Linked DNA regions of Mus musculus: region 2 is linked to region 1. The links are chromatin contacts, called in public HiChIP or PLAC-seq maps. All regions are on one chromosome and are shown on one strand. Each heading gives the region's core, a stretch centred on a gene start, on an enhancer-like site or on the middle of the called end of the contact. The rest is flanking DNA. Distances are from core to core; before and after follow the strand shown. Region 1 has its middle 86 kb from the start of Gm31534. Region 2 holds the start of Hoxd11 (homeobox D11).

Region 1 (4,161 bases), core at 684-3,183:
GGATCTTGGGGGGTGGGGAACTAGAAGGGGGTAACAATTGAAATAAATAAAATAAATAAAATTGAAAAAATCAAATCAAATCAAATGTCAATTTAAAAAAAAAAAGACCTACAAATGGCTCCATGGAAGGTTCTTGATCCTGCTAACGGTGTGTTAGACGACACGGGACTGAAGAAAATGTAGGTAAACAGCAGTGTACAAGCAAACACGAGACTGACATCAAGAAGCCTCTGTTGGAATGGGTGGTTCTTGTGCTTTATTGAAACACCAGACAGCATCAGGTTCATAGTGTCTAAGATCTCTGTTGCCCGTCAACCCAGCTCCCTCCCAGACACTGGCAAACACACCCAGGTTTGAAGCTTGTAAGACCTTAGGAACGGATAATCCTTAAGACTTTGGAGTTTTAAATCTTCCTGAAAAGAGATATGGCCCCCACGTCTCACTTGTACACAACAGCAACCGGCAGTGGCTACTGACCTCACTGTGTCCTCGCTCCAGCGTGAGGGATCCCCACCACTCTATTCCCCCCCAGCCTGCCACCTGGACATGTCCGGGTCTACAGCTTCTCTTCCCTCCTCCCACTTTGTCTGTGTTATGATGGTGGGGGGCACGCCTAAATGTGATAGGGATACAAACGTATCACCTACGTGTTTTGAAAATGTGATTGTCATTTTTTTAAAAAATACAAAATAACTCCAACTAACCAGAGTTCTAGGGGGAATTAACTTGTTTCAATCCAAGTCATTTTCAAAGGGAAAATTTGCTTGATGGACACAGAAGTATTCGCCCATATGATTGGCAGGGGCAGGGTATCAGCACAGGGCTCAGGAGATATTCTCGCCCAAATTCCTGTCCGTCTCTCTCCTACACCATCACTATGGTCCTTACTGAGAATCAGTGGACAGAGGAACACCTCTGGGACCATCAAGAAGCATCCGAGAGAACTCAGGGAGGACACAATGAAGTATTTGAGGTGGTCCAAAACAATGGACTGAAGTTCTTCAGCTAAAGGAATAATTCAGTGAGTCAGAATGCAGTACCCACAGTCCTCAAGTCACACTGCTCGTATCCCGTGCTTTGTGAGTGACTAGGCCTGAGATCACTGCACAAGTATAGGGTCAAAGAAAGAGACAATCTCCCCCTTTCCAACTGGAAGGCCAGGGGTGATGCATCATGTCCCCGACTTTGTCACAGCTGTCCCACCAAGCCACTTGCTACAAAACTCAGGGGAGTACCCATGTCGATCAAGAACAAGAGAGCATCAGGCCTTCCGGTCTTCACCCATCATCCTCCTCTACTCCGCCTCCCCAAGGCCCCTGACCTCACCTCCTGGCTTCATAAAGACTCACGAGCAACCTTTCATCAGATTCTCCTCTTGCATTGTGAGAACGGAGGCAGAGATTCTAGAAGAACGGGATAGCTTTGTTAGTCTAGTAATTAAGATAGGAGTGACATTCAGACACGGCCTGGACAGGATGTGGCGAATCACTGCATTCTTTGTGTGGAAAGCTGTTCCCCGGCCTGCTTTGTCTGCCCTCCCGGGACCTCATCATCTCCACTAAAAGTCAAAATGGGATTTTGTGCCTTCTATTCCCTTCTCTTTCCCCCTCCTAATATATATCTGCTTTGAGGGAGCTATGTTTGTCAAAGTGGGCTAATTTATGGCATTATAGGGGGAAATGAAACCTCGGCTTCCCATTCTTGCCCCCGGAGCAGATTTACTAAGCGCCTCCTCTTTCCCTCCCTCCTCTCCATTTCTGGGGAGGCCATTTGCTAAACAGAACGTACTCTTTCGCCTCCAACCCCTGCAGCAGGCGAGGCAGGCAAATTGCCACTTGTCATGCCTTTCCCGAGTATGCCATGCATACGATTGTCTCCCAGCTAATAGCTCCTTCTATTGTCCATAATTCATCACTGTCAGCGTTCTTTACGTTTTATCCCTCCCTTACACGTTTCATGAGAATCTATGCTTCTCCTATTGTGGCCCTGGATTTCATTAGCATAGACTGCATGATGTCAAATAAATACACACACTCTACTGCAGCAGAGTCTGTTCTTTGCACAGAACAGGATGTTACTTTTATTAGTATTTTTTTTCCTCATTTCCTTACAGTCTTTTCCTTTTTCACTAAGCCATTATGAAGTGCGTACCAGTGGTATCTTGGGTAATTAGCCATTACAGCGCTGTCACCAAGGGTTCCACAGTCAATACAAAGATAATTTGGGCAATGGTGAATGACAGTGCTGTCCAGACTTTTGGGATAATCAAGGACACATCCAGCTGTACCAGACATCTGTCAGACCCATGAATCATCTCAACTGGCTCGACAATAGCCAGGCAGCCCCAGTGAAGGTAAACACGACAGCAGGCAGCCCACCATCGCAGGCAGCAACTCTCTTACAGAAAAGCCCGCCTCTCTGTGCAAGAGCAGAGCCCTGTGCACGATGCTTTCATGGCTCAGGAATACTAAGAAATAACAACAATCAAATGGTTAGGGAATGGTGTTAATATTACAACAATCCTGATGTTTGTCTTAACTAAAAACGAAGTGGACACTCAGAAACTAGACCTAGATCTATTGGTTGTAATTCGTTTTATGTGATGTACGCTATTTCGGAAGCCATCCCGAGCTTTTATGCACCCAAGTTCTATGCTATTAAGTTCTTTCTGTTTGTTTAATAAGCTAACACTGTTTTTATGGTTTTTATTTGCAAAGTTCCCCAGCAAGTGTGACTAGCAGTTTATGTAGCAGTCTTTGCTACAAATTCTTAAAATGGCACACACACACAATCTCTAAAATGAAGAGGAAAAAGATCCAATAGTCTAAAGCAAATTTAGAAGGACCACAGTTGCTCGTGGTTGATTTTTCAAAATGACTGCCTCTGTGAGCATCCCGGACGCTCATGCATGGCAGACTCAATTTCAGTCTACAACTGACCACTGGCCAGGAATTTCCTAAAAGGGGGTTTTTATACATGTACCTGCAGCTTGGTCTGGTCTTCATGGTATTTTCTAGCTATCCTAAGTAAGCCCTACGTCTTCCAGCTGAAACCAGAAGCAAGAACCATAGATCTGCAGCCCCTCCCCCTCATCTGATGAGAAGCTGTTCCTGTCCAAATCACTTTTATGAGTTAATTGAGGCTGTTTATCCACAGTTCTTTATTAACCTTCTAAATGTCAGACAAGCAAACTCGAAGAGTTCTGCACCCAGCCATTAGAGGACCCACAATGGAGCTGGCAACCACAGGCTCTTGTGCTGTTGGGAAGTTGGCATTGAAGGTGACCCGTTATTTTCACTGTCAGTTACCCTACTTTCTTTGAGGCACTTTTAAAGATCAGCTTTACTGTAGGATAAACTCCACCACTTAAAGTACACAACTTAATAGACTGGCCATGTTTAGACCTATGTAGCCACTATCTGTCAAGACAGTGGACACCTCCCTCCTTCCATTGCTAGGTTGTTGGGTGGACACTTGATGTGTGTGTGCAATGGTTGGATTGTTGGGTGGACACTTGATGTGTGTGTGTGCAGTGGCTGGGTCATACTGTCACACTTTCGCCAGCTGGATTGTTTTTACATCTCCACCAGCAGCAGTGTCTGGTAGCTCCCGTTCCTCCACACTGTACTGTATGTGACTAATTCTTCTCATTTTACCCATTTCCATAGGTCTATGGCGATGTCTCACTGTGATCACAACCTACACCCTCCTAATGTCATTAGGCATTTTTTTCATGTACGTATTTACCATCAGTATGTCTTTGTTTTGTAACATTTCTGTCCAAATGTCTTACCCATCTGTCTGTCTGCCAACATCACACTGTTTTATTTACTGAAGCTTTGTACGGGTGACAATGAAAGACAGCACTGGATCTCAGCTGTGGTTTTTTTTGTTTGTTTGGTTGGTTTGGTTTTGTTGTTGTTGTTGTTGTTGGGGTTTTTTTTTAATTTTTTTTGACTGCCCATGGTCATTTCTATTGTCTTGTCACACTAAATAAGTTGCTATTTTGATCATGATTGTAAAGAACTAACATTTTAGTACCATTGTCTCCTAATACACGAGAAGGCACATCTGTGTTTTAGAGTTAAAAGAGCGCACCTCCATGACCAACCGGCCTTCTATGTGTGTGCTGGGGATTTGAACTCAGGTCCCTGTGTGTCC
Region 2 (4,161 bases), core at 1,037-3,536, 560 kb before region 1:
TTTGCTAGAAAACATTTATTCACACACAAAAAGACAGTGACTCATGCCCAAAGGTACATTTCCCAGAGTTTAAATAATCTGTGTTCACTGAAGGGAAAGAAAGGGATTTCTTAAACTCAAAACAAAACACTGGCTCCTTCTAGCCCCATGGCCTAACTTCCTACAGATCTCGCCGCGTTGAGGACTCAGAGAGGGAGGAGAGGAACAACAGCGCATTGGCGGTAAAATTGGAAAGGGATGTTTACATTTACCATGTTCCCCTTATTAGGATCCGCACAGCCAAGTTCCGGGCCTCTTCCTCAGGCTGTAGTGGTCGCTGGGAGGTCCCGAGTTGAAGGCGAGAAGAAATCGTGAAGTTCCACAGAGAAGAGGCGTCATTGAACCCAAGGACATTGGGCCTGCTGAGAGCAGGCTGGTGGGGAGGAGGGTGGGTGAGTGGGGCTCTGGGGAGGGGGTACATCCTGGAGTTCTCAAAATAAGGGGTTTCCAGTGAAATATTGCAGACGGTCCCTGTTCAGTTTCTTTTCTTTCATCCTGCGATTCTGGAACCAGATTTTGACTTGCCGGTCAGTGAGGTTGAGCATCCGAGAGAGTTGGAGTCTTTTCTCTTTGTTTATGTATACATTAAAGAAAAACTCGCGTTCCAGTTCGCGGATCTGGTACTTGGTGTAGGGACAGCGCTTTTTCCGGGACCTCTGGGGGGCCACTGCAAGGAAAAGAAACCAAGAGGTGAGAGAGGCTACTGCTTGCCCCCACCCACTCTGGCCACTGAGCTAGGGCCAGGCCTTGGCCCAGTTAGGGACGTCCCTTGCCGCCGTTGAAAGGCCCTGCCTGCGTCGTGGGGGATGATATATGGGCGGGCACAGTAGAGTGCGGGCGTGGACATGTGTTCACGCCCGGACACACACACACACACACACACACACACACACACACTCTAGGCTGGCACTGAGATAGGAAAAAGGATGATGGCAAGGCAGGCTCTGAACTGGAACATGAAGGGAGAGAGACAAGAGCGCGCCCACAGGAGCATCTGCTCAACTCCGAGCTGAGCGCCAGCCAGAGGTTGGGGTTAAGTCCAGTGCGGCAGATCACTTACCCTCTCCCTGAAAGGCAGGAGGCTCTCGTGTTCCCACTCATCAACTGGCTGCAAATGTACTTCCCTCCTCTAAGGTCCTCAACTCACCCACCCCCCCCCCACCCAAATAGAGGGAAAGCTCTCTACGGCGATTAATGTCCTCTTCGAAGTCTACCTTAAGCCCACCTAAATTGGTTTCCTATCATAAACACGCTTTACAACGACCCGGGAAATCTTATAGGATGTATAAACCCCCTCGAATGCTTATAAAGTAGCACATAAAACGGCGCAAGCAGAGGGAGGTCCCCACCGCCCCCCCTCCGCCGCCCCGGGCCAGCCCCTCGGCCCGCGCCCCGCGCCTACCTGTGCCGCCGCTCTTTTCGGCCCCCGCCTCCCCCGGGGGGCCCTCGCCTTCACCGCCACCGCCTTCCGCCGCCCCCTTGGGCTCTGGGCCCGGAGTCGCCTTGGCGCAGGGACTGCCCCCGCCGCCACCAGCCCCTGGCTTGGGGTCGCCCTTGTCAGCGGCGCCCTCGGGCTGTGGCGGCGCGGGAGCGGGCTGGGGCTGCGGGCCGGCGAAGGGGGGTCCGGGCGCCGCCTCGTAGAACTGATCAAAGCCCTGGGGCAGGATGCCGTTGCGACCCACGGCGCTGTAGAAGTTAGAGGCTGCGGCCGCCGGACCGTGCGGCGGCCCGGGAGCGCCGCACACCGGCTCGGGAGCCTTGAAGAGCACGTCTGGCCGGCGGCCGGCGGGCGGGAGCAGATCTCGTTGCATGGCCGCCTCCTCGGCCGCCGCCGCTGCCGCCGCTGCCGCCGCTGCCGCGGCGTAGTAGGGAGCGTAGCCCCCGGAGCCGCCACCACCCCCGCCGGGACCGCCGCCGCCGCCGCCCCCCGCGCCACCGCCGCCTCCGCCGCGGTACGGCCACTTGGCGCGCTCCAGGCCGTAGTCGCGAAAGGCCACCTCCCGCACGGGCTGGACGTGTGGCGCCAGGTTGGAGGAGTAGGGGAAAGTCATCTGGCACGAGGACGGCTGCGAGAGGAACGACGGCTTGCTGGCGAAGTCCGACGGGGCCACGTAGTAAGCGCAGCCCGGCAGGTACATGCTGGCTGCGCTGGGGCCGCACTCGTCAAAGTCGTTCATGGCTGCGCGGCGTGCACGCCGGCAAGCCTCGGGCCGCTCCCCGCGCCTCCAACCTGAGCCATCGATTGCACAAGAGGCTTGGGCCAGGATCAACTAAGCAAAAATCCCCACCGGGCGCTGACGTGCAATTCATCTTGATTGATTCTGGTGGTAATTATGTCACGTGACGCCATGGAGAGAAATGTCCTTATATCTATATCAGCGCTCGCCAACACGCCCCGGGACGGCTCCTGGCGCCGAGACGCGCGCACGCTGGGGGCGGATCGGCCTCCAGCTCCCGCCAGCTCTCCCAGGGCACTCCCTGAGCAGGCTGCGCTGCAGGCCGGTCACCTGCGCGCCGCCGGCGGCTGCCACCGCTGGGCGCATCTGCCGCCACCGGACTGGGCCGCCCGCCCGCCTTAGCCCGCCCGCGCTGCTTTAAGTACCCGGACCTAGGCCGGAGGGGAGGAGGAGGGAGGGAGGAGGGGGAGGAAGGGGGAAGGGAGAGCAGTCGAGAGCGGTGGTGGTGGTGGTGGTGGGGGGAGCCCCGGCCCTGGCACAGAGGACTAGGTGTGAGAGTGTGAGGTTCCCACCCCCACCTTTCCTGCAGCCGCTCCCTCCCCCGCGACACAGCCACCCTCCGTAGCTCACCGGCTGGGAGCTTGTTGCTTCTTGTTCAAGGGGCGTAATTGCGACACTCTCTAGGGCGCAGGGAGCCCTGATTTACATATTTCTCTGCGGAGTGCGTTCCGGCTGGTAGGGATTTGGCTCTCTTGGGTTCTGACACCAGGGACAAGAGTGCAGACCCTGGAAAAAACGACTCCCAGGAGCTAGCTTGGCGTGGGCCTTGGTACCCATTCGGCCTTTCTTCTTCCAGGTTTTTCCGCTCTGTTCCCGTCCCTCCTTTCTTTGCTTACTCCTCACTCTTCTCCTTTCTCTCTCCTGTCTTCCTCTCTTCCTTTCCTCGCCTCCATCCTGCTTTCTCTCCTTTCTCCAGTCTTTCTTAGTACCTCCATCCTTTCCCTTTACTCTCTCTCTCTCTCTCTCTCTCTCTCTCTCTCTTTCTCTCTCCTCTCAATACTCAGCCAGCGTGGAAACACAGAGGTCCCGGTTTTCTGGCTTTCCTCAAAGCTCGAGGGTCTGAAGAACAAAAGGAAGATGAGTCCCACTCTCACAGAATAAGGTCCCTACTCACCGCCCACAGACAAACCCCTTGTGCTTTGGCCTTCCTCTCATCGTCTTCTGTGTTCAAGTCTCTTGGAGCTTTCACTGTGTTGGAGCCCCACTAAGCCCTGAGCAATCTCGTGGCATATCCCCAAGACTCCTCTGGAGCCCTTGAATTTGATGGTCATAGCATCTCCCAGGGAGATCGGTTGGTTCTCCAGGGGCCCTCAATAGCGTCTGCCTGCCTGTTGGAGTCTATCTGCACCACCTGACTCCGAGGTAGACTTTCCAGGCCCCCAGCCACTTGCTCCAAAGCCTCACTCATTGGGCTGCGGCAATCCTCTCAGGCCTGGAGTCCAAAAGAGGCCTAGGCTCCCACCTCCAGCTTACCAGGCCTTAGTCTCTCCCCAAATCCAAATCCCAGAACCAAAGGCAGCAGCCTTCCTCCTTCCTCAGTGTTCCTTTACCCAGGATTCAGCCCAGAGGCCTGGGCTTCAGCGCTATGCCCCGTTAGGCAGCTCTGTTCTGGTTTCCTTCCTTTCCCCAGACCGCTGCGGTTCGGGTCCTGTGCTCTTTGCGCACCCAGCCGACTTAAGAGAAAAGGCCGGTGGTCTGAGTTGCTATCTATTTTCTAGCCGTCGCCCCTTCCTCTTCTCCTCCCTCCTTTCTCCATTCCTCTCTTTCCTCCGCCCTCACCCGTGTCTGCTTCCCTCCCCCAAAAACTGCGCAAACAGGTCTGTGGCAGTGACGACTGGTGCTCCCCAAGCTCTCTCCCACTTAGCTGTCCATCCTAGGTGACCCC

What was found. HiChIP or PLAC-seq counts read pairs in DNA pulled down with a chosen protein or histone mark.
Region 2: a contact with region 1 is called in an H3K4me3 HiChIP or PLAC-seq map of embryonic forebrain, with 4 times the contacts expected there. The contact joins the promoter of Hoxd11 here to the enhancer-like site in region 1. A contact is called at or near these places in 2 of 39 promoter capture datasets (HPC-7-derived erythroid cells and trophoblast stem cells), 9 of 115 datasets of contacts at active chromatin or transcription factors (craniofacial prominence, embryonic basal ganglia, embryonic forebrain and 6 more) and 3 of 9 other capture datasets (embryonic stem cells, liver and pancreatic islet).

What each region holds. Positions count from the first base shown.
Region 1 is chr2:74,117,478-74,121,638 of GRCm38.p6, reverse strand. No RefSeq gene overlaps it. Among named protein-coding and RNA genes, the nearest start is that of Gm31534, 86 kb to the left of the region's middle. Within about 2 kb of position 1,933, at least 13 of the 459 cell types and tissues checked have an H3K27ac peak or open chromatin away from gene starts, as enhancers often do. A contact at or near this core is called in embryonic basal ganglia and embryonic forebrain, where this site is marked.
Region 2 is chr2:74,680,448-74,684,608 of GRCm38.p6, reverse strand. Hoxd11 (homeobox D11) reads right to left here and starts at 2,286. Exons shown (of 2, transcript NM_008273.2): 1 at 1,442-2,286; 2 at 1-706. The coding sequence starts at 2,216. The coding sequence ends at 471. It also overlaps a transcript of Hoxd10 not described here.